Regions from separate parts of the Sus scrofa genome. Here region 2 is linked to region 1. The links are chromatin contacts, called in public HiChIP or PLAC-seq maps. All regions are on one chromosome and are shown on one strand. The core of a region is the stretch at or near the end of the contact, and the rest is flanking DNA. Distances in the headings are between cores, read along the strand shown.

Evidence for each region. HiChIP or PLAC-seq counts read pairs in DNA pulled down with a chosen protein or histone mark.
Region 2: an H3K27ac HiChIP or PLAC-seq map of skeletal muscle shows a contact between it and region 1. The contact joins two enhancer-like sites. A contact is called at or near these places in 1 of 47 Hi-C or Micro-C datasets (skeletal muscle) and 1 of 2 datasets of contacts at active chromatin or transcription factors (skeletal muscle).

What each region holds. Positions count from the first base shown.
Region 1 is chr1:30,241,137-30,249,048 of Sscrofa11.1, forward strand. No RefSeq gene overlaps it. Among named protein-coding and RNA genes, the nearest start is that of TCF21, 270 kb to the left of the region's middle. Within about 2 kb of position 4,140, at least 10 of the 83 cell types and tissues checked have an H3K27ac peak or open chromatin away from gene starts, as enhancers often do. A contact at or near this core is called in skeletal muscle, where this site is marked.
Region 2 is chr1:30,481,293-30,489,204 of Sscrofa11.1, forward strand. The region is part of intron 2 of EYA4 (eyes absent homolog 4); the gene reads right to left. Among named protein-coding and RNA genes, the nearest start is that of EYA4, 90 kb to the right of the region's middle. Within about 2 kb of position 3,144, at least 1 of the 83 cell types and tissues checked has an H3K27ac peak or open chromatin away from gene starts, as enhancers often do. A contact at or near this core is called in skeletal muscle, where this site is marked.

The DNA.
Region 1 (7,912 bases), core at 2,890-5,389:
TATGGAAAGAGTAACAGCAGATGGCAGTGTTTGACTATTTCTGCCTTCTTTCTAGGTACGTGTACTCACCATAGAACAAATGCAGTTGCCAGACCTGAAAATGTATCACTGGTTCCCGGCCATTTAATAAAACACAAATTTCCTTGTTATTTTCCTATCTCAAAAAAGAAGGAAAAATTTATTTCTCTGAAAATATAGAAACAAAATCTAAAGATAAAATATACCTTTAGTGCTACGCCAAGACATCAAGATAATAAAGTGCAAGGACTGGAACTTATATGCACAGAGGCAACAGAATCTTCATTCCTTCTGCCCCAACACCCAGCCACTTTTTCCTTTTTTTTTTTCTATTCTATGCAGTCATGACTTTGACCTGTGCAATTTACATATATACATATACATATATGTATCTATACACACACATATACATACCTTTGCAAAAAGATGTTTATTGGCTTGTTCAATGCATTTTAATTTAGAATATTCAAAATAAAATCTGTGATGTAAGTGTCACTACTTCAGTCACCACAAGAATTTTTGTTTTAATTAAATTTTGTTGAATAAAACGATTGAGGAATTTTCATTCTTGGCCAGTGTTCAGGAGGCGTAGATAGTACTAACAGACAGTCCTATAAGAACCTATGTGTGTCCCCCGTGTGGACCCTGAGCTTGAGGATAATTTATATTTTGAAAAGGGGTGACTGCAGTGCCAGTCAGAGTTTTAATCACAGCAAGTACGATGGAGTTGGGAAAGAACTATCACTGCTTTCAGAGATTACAGGACATATGGTTTCACAGCAAGAGATCAAGCTTTCCAAAGTGAATCATTCCTTTTCCCATGATTGGATCCAACACCAGCCACTTTCTGATCATCAGGGCCGGCAGGGATTCCGTCCTGATCTGCCTAGAGCCTTCTAGAAGCCCGCCCTCCCAGTGACCCGACCTGGATCACAGAGACTCTGGCTCACTGCGCTGGGCTTGCGCAAAGGAGACAGTCCTGAGCTCTCACCATGGCCTCGTCCCATTCACTACACTCTTTAAGCACAAAGAGTTTTTTCTTTTAACATTAGTGTACCCTGAAGGGCTTTTCTTGATAAATGGGCTCCTGAATGACAGGTATAATAGCATGCAGTGCCTTCTCAAAGATGAATGACTACTGCCAGTGACAGCAGACACGGTCAGGGCTACCGCTGCCTCTTGCTGGAGCTGTTTTCCATGTTCTTTTATCTCTAACATCAATTTGTTCCTGTCAGCCGTCATAAACTATAGAGGCAGGATTCCATGTACAAAGGCAATGTTTGAACTCCTCGAACGGCGGGCAGGTTAAATATATTTTCCTGATGCCATGTTCCATTAACATGCTGCCGGGAGAGAGAAATCCATCCATCCATGCGTCTTCAGATCCTAATCCTATCTTGTCTCGAGATCACGTTTCATTATTCCCCAAGCCAAGAACACAGGGGGTCCGAGCCCCGGCCAAATCATGTGATTCTGGGACATAGGTTGGGATTATTGAAGATAAACTAGCCCAGCCATGAGGCGTCCTGTAGGAACACATGTGCTGGTTGCATCCATGTCTGCAGCAGCCACCTTCCTGCCAAGACAGAGCGCTGCTCAGCGCATACCTCCCCTCAGCTCTCCTGCAAGTCACAAGCTTGCTTTCTCTGAAAAGCAAAACGCCACGGTGAGAGAGGCCCAGTTCTGCTCAAGATCTACGAGCTGGCAGTTCGTCTGGGGACAGAGGCTGCTTCCAGCTGATGCAGCACCCCAATAATGCCAAGTGGCGACTTCAGTGTCCTCACAGGTGCAAGCTATTTCTTCCTGAATGAATCACCCATCCTCCTCCCTGAGCTACTCATCGTTGCTTACGTCATAAACACACAGAGGCTGCAAAGCCTCACACTTTGCTCCAAACATCTCAGAGGGGCTTTTAGCCTAAGCGTCTCTCTCCTTATATGGTAATAACAGAGCTCTGAACCACTGACAGAGCTGGACCCCATCTTTGAAGGAAAGGAAGTCGGAGGCAGTATGAAGACTGAGAGTAGCTCATAAAAATGTCTTTAAGGCAGGGATGCCCTCACCCCCTTTTGAATGGAGTTACAGGTATGGTTTCACAGGGAACCAGTCATGAGCCTTGGTAACATTGCAGCATTCATGAAGGAAATCCACTTGGGCTTAAGTGGACACTCAAAGTGGCGAAATAATTCTTCCCTAATTTTATCCTTTGATTCACTGCTTCCCTGATGGGAAGGATGGGGGACAGTCTCATCATTTCTTAAAGTGTAGGGTGCATATCTCCTCCCTCAAAATCCTCGGGAGTTCTTGCCAGGAGTTACTTCCTAGCCCTCACCATCCATCGACTGAATCAGAATCACTGAGTTGGGGGCTTCAGGACTCTGGATTTTCATGAGATTCTTGGGTAAACTTTGGGGGCACTAAATTTTGAGAACTGTTTATCCAGGATCTTAAGAGACTTTCAGATGCCTGCTTATAATGGAATGCCTTGGAGAGCTGTGGGGTGCAGTGGGTTCCAACAATGCCTTCCGTTAAACCTTTATGCAGGATTGCCCAAATGTTGCTGGTTGTCCTTACTACGTATCTATCTACCACCAGCATGACAAATCTTTCAGGGGCGATCATCCGAGTCTTTTATTTCCTTTATATTTTCATCAGTGGCAATAGCAATATGACTGCATAAACAAGACATACAGTCTTGTGAAACTAAACACAAAACAAGGCATGCAATAAGTAGAACAAACCCCCCTCCAGTTTCTTTGAATTTATTAAGTTACACTTAAAGGAATACCCCACTGGCATTCACTTGGATACACAATAAATCCTCCCGGATTGCCTAATTTCACTGAAGCCCACAAGGACATGGCAAGGTTGATGAGAGGGCTTAACTGGCTATTGGCAAAGTTCTGTTCAAAGGACAGTGCTTATGAACTGAGCTGAAACCTGGGGTGATCCAGAAGGCGGCTGAGGGCTAGAAAAGATCTTGGAATGTACTAAGTGTTCAATAAATGCCTGCTGCGTGAAAATGAGAATTACGATTACAATGCTTCTCCTTCCCACAGATTTGTAGCCTCCTCCACATCTCTATGCAGTTATTTTATTCTTATTCTCCCGCAGACTTGCCCTAATGATCAGAGCCTAACAAATAACAGTAATGCTTCATTTGAAAACACCCAGGGGTGTTAATTAAGACAAAGGGTTACAATGATTTTTATCAGACATTACTTGCTACCGTTTAGAAAACTGCAAGCATCAGCTCTAAGCAGAAACTCTAAGGCAATGAAGTTTGAAAGAAAATCAAAATGTCCAAACCTCTTCCAACAACTGTCCCGAGAACTTTCACCATTTCTTCTTTCTGCCCATAATCACTGGCAAATATGTTAGTTGCAAAAGAACATCTCACATGTGTTATCACATGCTGTTCTACTGCCTCCCTCTATTTAGAATGCTAGCTTGGTGAAGACAGGCACTAAAAATATACTTAATACTCTTTATAGGCACAAATAGGTTGCAGGGTTTATGCAGCTTGTAGGCCGTTAAATACCTAAATACCGGAATGAATGACAGCCAGGATCCTGGCGGAAAAAAAAAAAAAGTAGCCAGGAAACTGTGCTCATGCCAAGAAGGGGCTGCTGGATGGTAAGGAAGATGCCTTAGGGAGGGACCAGTGGTAAGTTCTTGCTCAAAAAATGATTCAGAGCCAAATTCTTACTTATTCCCAAAGACTAGCCTGACTCGAGACATGCTGTTCTTGGGAAAAAAGAAAGAAAGAAAAAAGAAACTCTAAATGGAAGCAAACAGATTTGAGACAAAAGTATTTACACACATTCATCCAGCCTCTCAGTTCCCCCCGTGCCTGCTGCAAGCGAATGCCCCTTCCCGTCCTTCCTGTTGGGGAACAGGTGTCTCCTGCCAATTAGGATTTAAAAATCAACAGGGGCTTCTTAAGAGAATGATGACAAGTCTAATTGCAAGAAGCAGCTGTAGAGCCCTTGGCTTCACTGGGGCAGGCTTTATTAATCCCCGTTTTGCTGGGTGCCTGGCACCAAGCTGGGGTCAGCTCCCCTGTCACGGGGTCGAAGCTGTAAAATGTAGGGCGAGGATGTAATGACCCAAGCTCAGCAGGAGGGGTGACAGTGCCCTGCACAGATCCTGGGAGCTGGGCAGGTACAAGTCAAGTGGACACAGAGGCACTGTCAACAGCAGCCTCAGCTCAAAGGGTCGCCACTGCTCCAGAACGTGATCTGTGTGTTTACATGACGCCCTGCGTGTTATTCAATATACCATTCTTACTGGCCTGTTGTCAGGACCCCACCTCTCATCCAGGCTAAGAATCTGGAACTTCTTAGAAGTGTGGCTTCAAAATGGTTAGTGACATTTGCTTCTGTAAACACACGTATTCTTCTATTACATAATTGTTCATTTGAAGAGACCAAAAAAGGACAGTCGGGTGGTACAATGTAGTACGGAATTGGCAAAGCAAAGCAATCAGCAAATAAAGCATCTGTCCACTCAGCAGCAGAAATTTTGTAAATAAGTTAAATACATTAAAAATATTAACTGCAAAGAGCTTTCTCTCTCTCTCTCTCTCTCTCTCTCTCTCTCTCTCTCTCTCTCTCTCTCTCTCTCTCTTTTGGCTGTACCCGTGGTATGTGGAAATTCCAGGGCCAGGGATCAAACCCTGGCCACAGCAGTGACAACCTGGGATCCTTAACCTGCTGAACCGCCAAGGAACTCCTGAAAGAGCTAAGATTTCTTAGTGACAGAGGTTTCATCGATTTTCTAGGACCCCTCAATGTGTGTGTTTTCCAGGCAGCCTCTATGTGGATACAGAGACTGTCCACTCACATATATGCTTAAATATCCCTGCCCCAGGAAGCCCTCCTCACTCAATCCTTTTCTCTGCTTCCATAGCACCTTTCTCAGTCACACACACTTGCTCATCTTTTTTTCTTATTTGCCTGTATATCTGGTTCATTCATTACGAAAGGGCAACTTTTTAAGGGTAAATGTTTGTTTTAATCGTCTTTGTATCCTTATCATCTAACCTAGGACCTGCCATATAGTAAGAACTCAATAAATATTTCTTTAAACTCCTATCTCCCTAACCAGGAGGTGGGAAATCTTTCTGCCAAAGCATTGCTAACAACTGCCAAGGCAAACATAATGCAATCATGTGGTTCTGTTGCCATCTAAGAAGTCATTCCTTTAAAATGACAGCGAAGACAGGAAAGTCCAAGAAACATTCCTCCGGAAACACATGCAAACATTAATTCTGGAATGCCTTGGCATTCTCTCGTAAGAATAGCTCAGTGAGAGCCCAGCAGAGACGAAAATGAAACCAGAGACTAACACTTGCTCATAGAAACTTACGGACCTTAATATAGGCAGTGCCAAGAGGTCAGGGTCAAGTGGATTAATAGGATGAAGAGTTCTCAGTAGGAAAATTCTACAAGTCCTATGAACACATTAAAGTTTGCTGCAGAAACTAGTCCATATACCAATGAAATCCTTTTTAAACTAACATTTACTGGAATATTACTCTGTATTATGATTTTTTCCTGACCAAAAGAATTGAAAGAGAATGAGATTTTGCCGTTGTCTTAAGTTGATTCCAGTAGGGGAGTAAAGCACTGTCCAAGGAGGCATTAAAACACTGCTTTATCAGAAGAATAAATTGCAAAGCCTAAGAGGGTGCTTTCAGTATGAGAGCGATTTTGCCATGTGCAAAAGACAAAAGGGAGTTTTAGGAAGAGAAGTTAATTAGCAAGAGCAATGAGAGTACAGAGGGCTTAAGGAAGAGCAAGCGAGTCCATGTGAAACCCAGAGTCCGAATGGGCAGAGAGGAGGGTGAATTTGGTAGCACTGATGCCACTTGGTCTCAAGAGATCCTGGGGTCGTTTAAAACAGACTTTCAAAGAGCAGAGAGAGACAAACTTAGTTCTGTTCTTTGTCACCCTGGGGACTGGCCCATAGAGGATGCGTTAGAAGGGTGGGGTTCAACTTTTGGTAATAATTTATTGTTAATCATCTTGGCAAAAAGAGGATGAAGTCTGGAGGGGTAGGGCCAAAGGAGTGAGGTGAGAACAAAGATTTAAACAACATTTCAGAAATAGCGTTGCTCAGCCTGGAGAAGGGGGGAGAGAAGGAAGGGTTGGTACCAGGTCCAAGGCTTGCAGTTTGGAGAATGAGGTGGACAGTTATGGCATAAACAAAGACAGCGAATCCAAACTGCACATTGGACAGATTACGTGCAATCTGCAAGTCAAGGTAGACTTGTAAAAGGCAGGCTGATTTTACATAGAAGTCTGCATCTATACTTAATAAAGAAAGTTTCTTGGAGTTCCCATTGTGACTCAGGGGGTTAAGAACCCAATGTAATATCTGTGAGGTTGCGGGTTCCATCCCTGGCTTTGTTCAGTGGGTTAAAGATCTGTCATTGCCATGAGTTGCAGGGTAAGTTGCAGATGCTCTTCAGATCCAGCATTGCTGCGGTTGTGGCGGAGGCCTGCAGCTACAGCTCCAATGAGACTCCTATCCCAGGAATTTCCATATGCTGCAGGTATGGTCATTAAAAAAAAAAAAAAAAAAAAGGAAAAAAAAATAATGTTTCTTAAATAAAATATTTTAACAGAATGGGTCATCATGTAAAAAATCTGGACAAAGTGATAAAGCTAAAGGGTCATAATTTCAAATAATGGATATGTACGTGGTAAAAGAAGGAGATCCCTACATTGGATCTGCAAAATACTAAACTGAATTTATTACTTGGTTAAGTAAGAGAGAGCTCAGCTAGTCATACTGAGCAAAAAAAGATCTAACAAAGATTTTGGAAAAGAACTTGTCTTGAGTGGTATTACTTACAGAGACAAGGGAAGGTTGCCCCTGTCTTGGAAGCAGTTTTGTGTTGGTGACAGGGACAAGAGTGGGTTGATTTCAGCCTTACAAGCATGTCCACTGGAGAGATTGTGTGTGTGTGTGTGTGTGTGTTCGCACACGCGCGTACCGCCCAATGGCTGGCTTTGAAAATGCAAGGCTGTCGTTGATTGGTTGGTTTTCAGAGTTGCTTCATTGCAGCAAGTCCTTGTTAATTGCTTAGGTAAGTTTAAAATCACTTGCGGTGTTTGGTTGTTACCATGCCCTTTAACTGAACTGTATTGATTAAGAAAGTTTAAAATGGTTTCTATTTAAAGACTAGACTGCTTAGCAAAGCTTTAGAACTTTCAGGCTTTTCTGGGAACTTGTTTTTCTTTAATTACCCTCAATAGATATAAAACGAATGCAGTAATGACCTGATAGTCTATTTCACTGCACTACTACTCTGAATATCTTAAAATAAAAAAGCACCTCCATTTTTGACACTTCTCGTAGAAATTACTATTTATCTTTACAAGCAAAGGTTTCCTATATTGACAAGTGTTTTGGATTTATGGTATCTTACCAATTAATCTACCATTATTTGGCTAACACCTAACATATCCTTTCACTTGGCTTGTATTTATAATGTTATGCATTGTTTCGCTCAGTGGAGAAGATTCCAAATTCAGCACTGGAGTGAGACAGTTGAAACTTAGAATCATTCCTTATTGAACTTGGGGCTACGTATGTCTGTGTGCTGTGGGTTTTCGTCTATAAATTATTGGCTGTGCCTGTCGAGCTGTTTAGATATTTTGAATTCTAGGGTAATTTTGGGGAAGGCACCATTTGGTTCCCTTACAGCTGATGTCTGGGGCTATATATGTTTCAGCTGTGGTGCTGGTCCCGCCGGGATGACAGAATGCTTGCTAAGTGGATGCCTAAACAGATGTCTGAGCACATCTGCAGTCTTTGCACCAGCTCAACAGAAGGCCTGCATTTTTTGGAATCCGCTATACTGTTTATATTGTGATGTAAGGTT
Region 2 (7,912 bases), core at 1,894-4,393, 240 kb after region 1:
TCTAAAAAAATCCTTCAAAACTCAGATATTATTTGAAACATTAATTTTGTTTAACTTGGAAAAAACTTGTATTGACCACAAACAAGCAAAGCACATTACAACTCAAAATATTAACTTTGACTATACAGTCAGAAAACAAACAACCACATTAAAAAATGGGCCAAAGACCTTAATAGACACCTCACCAAAGAAGATATACAAATGGAAACTCAGCGCAGGTCATCAAGAAAATGAAAATTCAGACAACAAGGAGATACCACTATCCACTTATTAGAATGGCCCAAATCACTAATACTGACAATACCAAGTGCTGGCTACATTGTGGAGCAAGAAGAACTCTCTCACTTATTGTTGGGGATGATGTAAAATGGTGCAGCCACTTCAAAAGACGGTTTGGTAGTTTCTTATTAACGAACATATTTCAGCAATCACAACTCTTGGTATTTCGGCAAAGGAACTACAAAGTTATGTCCATACAAAAACCCGTACATGGATATTTATGGCAGCTTTATTCATAACTGCTAAAACCTGGAAGCAACCAAGATGGGCTCCAGTAGGGGAAACGATAAATATACTGTGGTACATCCAGACAATGAACTATTATTCAGCACTACAAACCAGAAAAAGACACAGAGGAAACTTAAATGCATGTTACTCAAGTGAAAAAAGCCAATCTGAAGGGGCTACATACTCTATGATTCTAATTACATGGCACTTTGAAAAATGCAAAAACCATGGCAACAGTAAAAAGACTTGTGGTTGCCAGGTGTTGGAGGTGAGCAGAGGAAATGGATAAACAGGTGGAGCACAGAGGATTTCTAGATCAGTGAAAATACACTGATACTTTATACAGTTTTTTTTTTTCTTCCATTTTTCTTTTTGTCTTTTTTGAGGGTCACACCCACAGTATATGGAGATTCCCAGGCTAAGGGGCTGAATTGAAGCTGTAGCCACTGATCTACCCCACAGCCACAGCAATGCCAGATCTGACCCATCTGTGACCTACAGCACAGCTCACGGCAATGCCGGATCCTTAACCCATTGAGTAGGGCCAGGGATAGAACCCATGTCCTCAGGGATACGAGTCAGGATCATTATGCTGAGCCACAATGGGAACTCACTTTACAGCATTTTTACATCTATCTTACCAGCGAAAATAATATTATAATGAGGGAGCCATGTCCTTACTCATTTGTCCAAACCCACAGAACATACAACATCAAGAACTATAAGGCTCTAAAACTATGGACTTTGGTTCATTACGATGTGGGTTCATCAATTGCAACAAATATACCACTCAGGTGGGCGATATCGATACGGAGGAGGCTACGCATGTACTGGGATAGGAGGTACAGAGAAAATCTCCATACCTTCCCCCCAATTTTTCTGTAAACCTAAAATTGCTCCAAAAAATGAAGTCTTAACAAAATAAATGAAAATATTAACTTTGAAACCACTATAACTATTTCATGATATACATGTTAACTCATTATTGGTTCAGGATCTAGCTATATTACACCAGAGCTTAAGGAGTTTACTCTGGATGGTCAAAGGAAGGAGAAAGGTAAGAAATGTCTAACTAATGCAATGTTGAAGAGTCCTTTTTAAATGGCAGGATTGACCTCTATTTTTTAATAATAGGCGGTTTATTTCAATGTTGAATGACAACATAAAAGGCAAGAGATCAAGACTATCCTTTTTCTTTTTCTTTATTCAATGGACTAAAGCACAGAGTTAATTCAAGTACAAGTAAATCATTTGCAAGGATAAGTTTGTGAAGAGACTACCTACGAATACACCTACCAGGGAATAAAGACCTTTCTAGTTTAGCTGATGAAGATAATGATCTTCGGCAACACAATGACATAACATTTATACTTATAAAGAAGTTTATGGTTTAGAAAGCACAGTCTTAGAGTTTCCATGTGGCTCAATGGTTAACGAATCTGACTAGGAACCATGAGGTTGCGGGTTCAATCCCTGACCTTGCTCAGTGGGTTAAGGATCCAGCGTTGCCATGAGCTGTGGTGTAGGTCGCAGATACGGCTCAGATCCTGAGTTGGTGTGGCTCTGGCGTAGGCTGGAGGCTACAGCTCTGATTAGACCCCTAGCCTGGTAACCTCCATATGCTGCAGAAGCAGCCCTAGAAAAGGCAAAAAGACAAAAAAAAGAAAAGAAAAGAAGAGAAAAGAAAAGAAGAGAAAAGAAAAGAAAACAAAAGAAAAGAAAAGAAAAGAAAAGAAAAGAAAAGAAAAGAAAAGAAAAGAAAAGAAAAGAGAAAAAAAAGCACAGTCTCACCCTGACCCCACTGGGGCAAGGAGAGAGGAAGGTTATACGTATGGAAAGAGGCTCAGGGGAGTTAAGTTGCTATAGATGAAGTATATGGGTAACTCAGTGACCGAAACAGAGGCTAGAAACCATTTTTCTGACCCTCAGAATAGTGTTCTTGCTAAAATACTGTTATCTTTCCTTACTCTTTCATAAATTGTAAGTCTAGTATTCTATCGTCAAGATTTCTGATTCCTGATAACAGAAAATTCACCTACTTCCCAAGAATTTTTGCATTAAAATGGAAAATGAAGTTTACAAAAGTGCACATATACAAATGTTTTTTATATATTCTACTAAGACAATATGCATATTTATGTGTCAATTATAACAGAAAAAAAATTAGTGCTACAAGTGATATGGCCTCATAAAAAATGACATGACACCCTTTCTGGGTCCATTTTTTTTTTTTCAATTAAAACTGATACCTTAATGTTTTGCGGGAGATAAAAAAGCACTTCTCTCTGTGCATAGATTAGACTTTGAGGTCATGACAAAGACAGAACTGAATTTCCGCAATATAAAGTGACAGAAATTGAGGACACTGAGGACAAAGAAGAGAAATCCAAAATACCTGGAATAGATGGAGAGGTGCAAAGAAATAAGACAAAGAGAGACTGTGGGATTCTGGTTCAAAACACAGGGACCTCAGGACGGATGACCAGTGAGCAATGCATGACCAATGGATTTCTATAAACTCCGATGTGTGACAGTGAGTTTCAAGTTCCTGCTTATATTTCCCTGCACTCACTCTACAGCCTGACCCAGAAGTTCTTAAGCATCTGCCATAGTACCTGCCTTCTGTCCACAGACTCTCAGGCAGCAGTAACTCGAGAAGGCTGTGGGCAGTGAGAGACAGTATGGGGGGAGGGCACTACCCTTCCAGTCCAAGAGCCATGGTGGAGTTCCAAGGGAGGGCAGAGAAGTAGGCAGCAGCATGGGCTGACTCCAGAAAACAGGAGCTCCCACTTGCTGCTCTCAAAAAGCTGGCTGACTTAAGGGCACAGAGGCTAGAAACATCCGGGGTACCCATGTTCTCTCATTCACCTGTTCTGACCCACTGTCCTGCATCTGTGTTTCTGACTTTAGGACCCTGAAGAATATGATCTGTGGAGTCTAATCTGAGAAATAATAAGTAATCAGGTTTACTAGATAAATGTTGACACTTGTGCAATCAGTTTGAGCCCATAAATATAACTAAAAATGCAAAAACTACAGTACGAATATTTCATAGAAGTACTTGGTTATAAGGTCATGGGGTCGTTTACCATGACTCAAAAATGTGCTCGGTAATTTTGTCTGCTCAAAGATACAACAGTTGAGAAGTCTGTAAAAAGAACTTGAATGCCACATTCACAAGAACTGTATCTATAGACACCTGGGTTTATGGATCTCAATATAAGGAATGTTCTTCTGAATCTCCTCTCAATCATATCAGACATATAGTCTATTTCAAGTTCATGGGTACCCTGTCTTCCAATTCAACTTCCACCCCAACTCAAACACACTTCTAGTTCTTCTAAACCAATTTCTAACCTAACCACTTAATTACTATCACACACTTACTTATTTCTAGTGATCTCTGCACGTGCAAGCTAAGCAAGCTCCTGGGAAATAGTCATTCCACAAATTCAATATAAGGCGCTGTCCTACAGGCTGTGGCTGGTAAAATGAAGAAAAAGATGTAGATGTAGTCCACCTTGACTAGGTTTACAATCTGGTTATGGAGGCATGGGAGAAATCAATTAATACATAGCTTACAATATAACTCAGCACAGCGTTCCACTTGTATCTACACTGCTTTGCATTTTTAAGACGTATTTTATAAATCACATATTTTATTATGTTACTTGGCTTCTCAAATTTGTTTAAGAAGTATGCTCAAAATCTTAGGGCTGAATATAGCTCCTCTTCCTGGAGCATCATTTTCAACATGTTTGGGGTTAGGAGAGAGACAATGCTTGAGTAAGATAGTTTAACTATATTTTTAAAATGCATTTCATATTTTAAACATAAAGATATATTATGGAGGAGGATGCAAAACATAAATGATTCTTTTTATTTTTCCACTCACAGCATATGGAAATTTCCAGGCCAAGGATCAAATCTGAACTGCAGCTGGATCCTTAACCTGTTGCACCCAGCAGGAATTCCATTTTTTTTTTTCCGAAATAAGTTAGAAGCCTCACAAGAAATTTCATTTGAGACTTTCTATGGCCTATGACAGACTCCATCCTGAACTTGATGTAAGAGACCTGAGGATGTCTATTCTATCAAGTGCTATTCAACATGGTACTGGAGGATCTAGCCATTGCAATAAGGCAATGAAGAGAAATAAAAGGGATTTAGATTAAGGAACAGTAAATTAAGACTGTCTTTCTTCACAGACAATATTATTTTCTGTACTAAAAATTTAGAAAGGTTGCATAACAAAAGATCAATAAGCAAAAATCACCTAATTTCCTTATATAAGGAATGAACAATTAGAAACTGAAATTTAAAACTTTTGGACTAGCATCAAAAATATGAAGAAGGACTAAGGCATGGATCTGATAAGCTGCAAGACCTACATATGAAAACTACAAAACTTTGCTGAGAGCAATTAAAGATGACTTAAATATATGGGCAAGAAGCCTTAACACTGATTGTTAAGATGTCAACTGTCCCCAGCTGACTTGAAGATTCAATGCAATGTCAATCAAAATACCTGTTTTTTTTTTTGTAACTAACAAGCCACTAAGCATGAAAGACTGAGAGAAAATATCTGAAAGTATATGTCTGATTAAGGATTTGTATCCAGAATACACACATACACACACACAAACACACACATACACACACACAGAATTATTGATTTCTAAAGGTCAGAAACTATGACTTCTGCTTTAGTTTTTTCTTCCTTTCCATCAGGGTCTGAAATCACACACAGGAACCTTAACGAATATAAGAGAACATGTAAATTCAAAAATATTACCTCACAAGCAAGACCTCTGAAAGGAGGATGTGCCAGGCTTGACAGCTCAATAATTTCATCAAGGATGCAAGTTCTCTCTGTCCTTCTGGATGGCCAACCTTAGCATTTTGGCTTTTCATTCTTAGGCTTATCACCTCATTGTCAGAGAATGGCTAACGCATCATATTCTCCAGCAATGGCCGCCAAGGCAGTAAGCAAGGCAGGGATGAGAGAAAGAAGCCCTCCCTCCTGTGGCACTCTAGAGGGGACAAGACCTTTCCCAAAAGCCCCCAGGGCACTCCCAGTGCTGGACCAATCACTGCCAGGAAGACTAAGATTACTGTAAATCTGCCTTCAACCAATTCTACATCAAGGACAGTGAGTGACCCTCAGCAAAAAAGAGGTAAATGACTAGTAGGCAAGTCTACTGTTGTTGACTTATAATTTAGGTAGAAAACCCTGAATAGCTTTTAATACTACCGATTACTTAACTCCCTATTTTTTATATTCCAGAAAGGAAGCATGAACATAAATGTTAAATTATTTATCCATTTAGATAAATGGTTTCCCAAAAAAGCATGTCTGGTGGCTTACAATACAATATACTTTAAAATGAGGCCGAAATAACCTGCATTCAGTTTAAAGAAAAAGAGACGGACGGTATGACATGGGTATTGGTAATTGTGAAATGTACCAGAATACAGGGTATGAAAACCCACTGCTACCATTAAGCACACAATGATTTCTGAATCTCAAGGAAATCAAAAGAGAAAGGAAAACATGAATAACTGAAGAGTTCTTAATGTGGACATTACAGAATACAAAATAGTAACTTCCTCTGTAATGCTTATATCATCATTTCTTAAGACCATATCATTTTTATCGTCATTTTTTTTCAGAAGCAATTAAAATTAGTTTGCATTCTCTGTGCAACAGGGCACTATGCTTGGATTCACTGTGAGAAGCCTAAGTTATTCTACTGAGGATGAGAAATTCCAGCTAAGGGTTTTCAATGTGTTTTATCTAGCACACTGGGAACTGAATATGGTAGGGTTTCATGCAGATTCTAATGAGTCTGAAGTTATCAGTAAAGCTTCACTGCAGGTGACTTCAAAATCCATCAATGGATATTCTCTAAACTCAAAACTACAACAAATATCACAAGCAAAAATTCTGGGACATGAAAAAAAAAAAAAAAAAAAAAAAGACATGGTTGGATTGTAAGGAACGTAGCCTGGGACTCAAAAACCCAAGTCTGAATCCTGACTCTTTAATCTCCCTGGTCCTTAATTTAATCATATCTATGAAATGACAGAGTTGGACTGTTTGATCTCCGCTGTCTCTTCAAGCTTTAACATGCAAAGAGTTTGCCAAAGAGGCAATATTTTTAAAAAGGAAAAAAAAGCTAAATAAATTTCTAGGAGCTTTTTATACATTATGTCAAAGGCTATTATTTAATGATGTTATAAAGCCTGAAAAAAGTTTTAAGAGCACAAATATTTTTCTTTTCCATCAATTCCTAAATTGATACTTTTCCCTTAGAGAAAATAAGGCACTGGGAACACATTTTTCTCCCCAGTCCCTTGTATAAAAGTTGATACACTCAGCCTAATTGAATCTAACTTCAAAAGAACTTCCAGCTTAAGCTCCCAACATCAACATTCAATCCATCTTCATGTAATAAACACAGTAACCTAAAAACCTTCCATTAATTCCCTTACATCTCAAGCTTGACATTAAGGGCTCAAGAATGAACATAATATACATACAATTCCAATGACAGTGCAACAAACAACAAAATAAATGAAGGAGAAAACATAAGTCCAGCATTAAAATATTAAACCTATTAAACCAGAAACATTCGATGTAAAACTTACTCCCTTGAAGATTAGTAAATTCACTCAACATTTTATGATAATTATGTATAATCTGAAATTATCATTAGTAATTCCTGATTTACTTCTGCAGAATAACTTAACATACAATGGAACATGGCTGAATCATCTGAAAAGTAAGCAAATACTATTACAGAAAATACCATATAAATGTTCAGTAGATGAGCACTCCAGAAAGACCTCTTATCCAACCTTTGGTAACAAGTTACTTAACATTTAAACACCTCTTATGATTATTCACCAAGGGCTTCAATCACAAATTATTTTCCTAGGATAATATGCAGATCCTTTCATTTTGAGTGACTTTCAAAATCTGAGATATTAAACAAACAAACAAAATGAGGGGGAAAAAAGCACCAGTCTAGCTGGGATTCCAGCCAATAAAAACTTTATTTCATGGAAAAAAAAATAACAAGTCCACAATCTCACAGTGAGGATGGAAACAATCACCCCAAACAGGAATCAGGAATCGTTGTGGATGATATTACGCAAATCAGAGGACTGAAGGAGGAGGAGCCTGGGGAGCAGGGTAAGTGGGCAGAGGCCAACACCTTTACAAGAGTCTCACTGAAGGACACCTGTACTGCCAGGCAGTGTGAATTAGTAGTGCCCAGCGTTATTGGTCTCTTTCATCTTATGAAAATGCTCTCAAAACTGAAGTCATAAAGGTTTTTCACTTTGAACTTATGGACACCCAGGCTGGCTTCCCTTAATATCAATATCTGAAGCATTACGA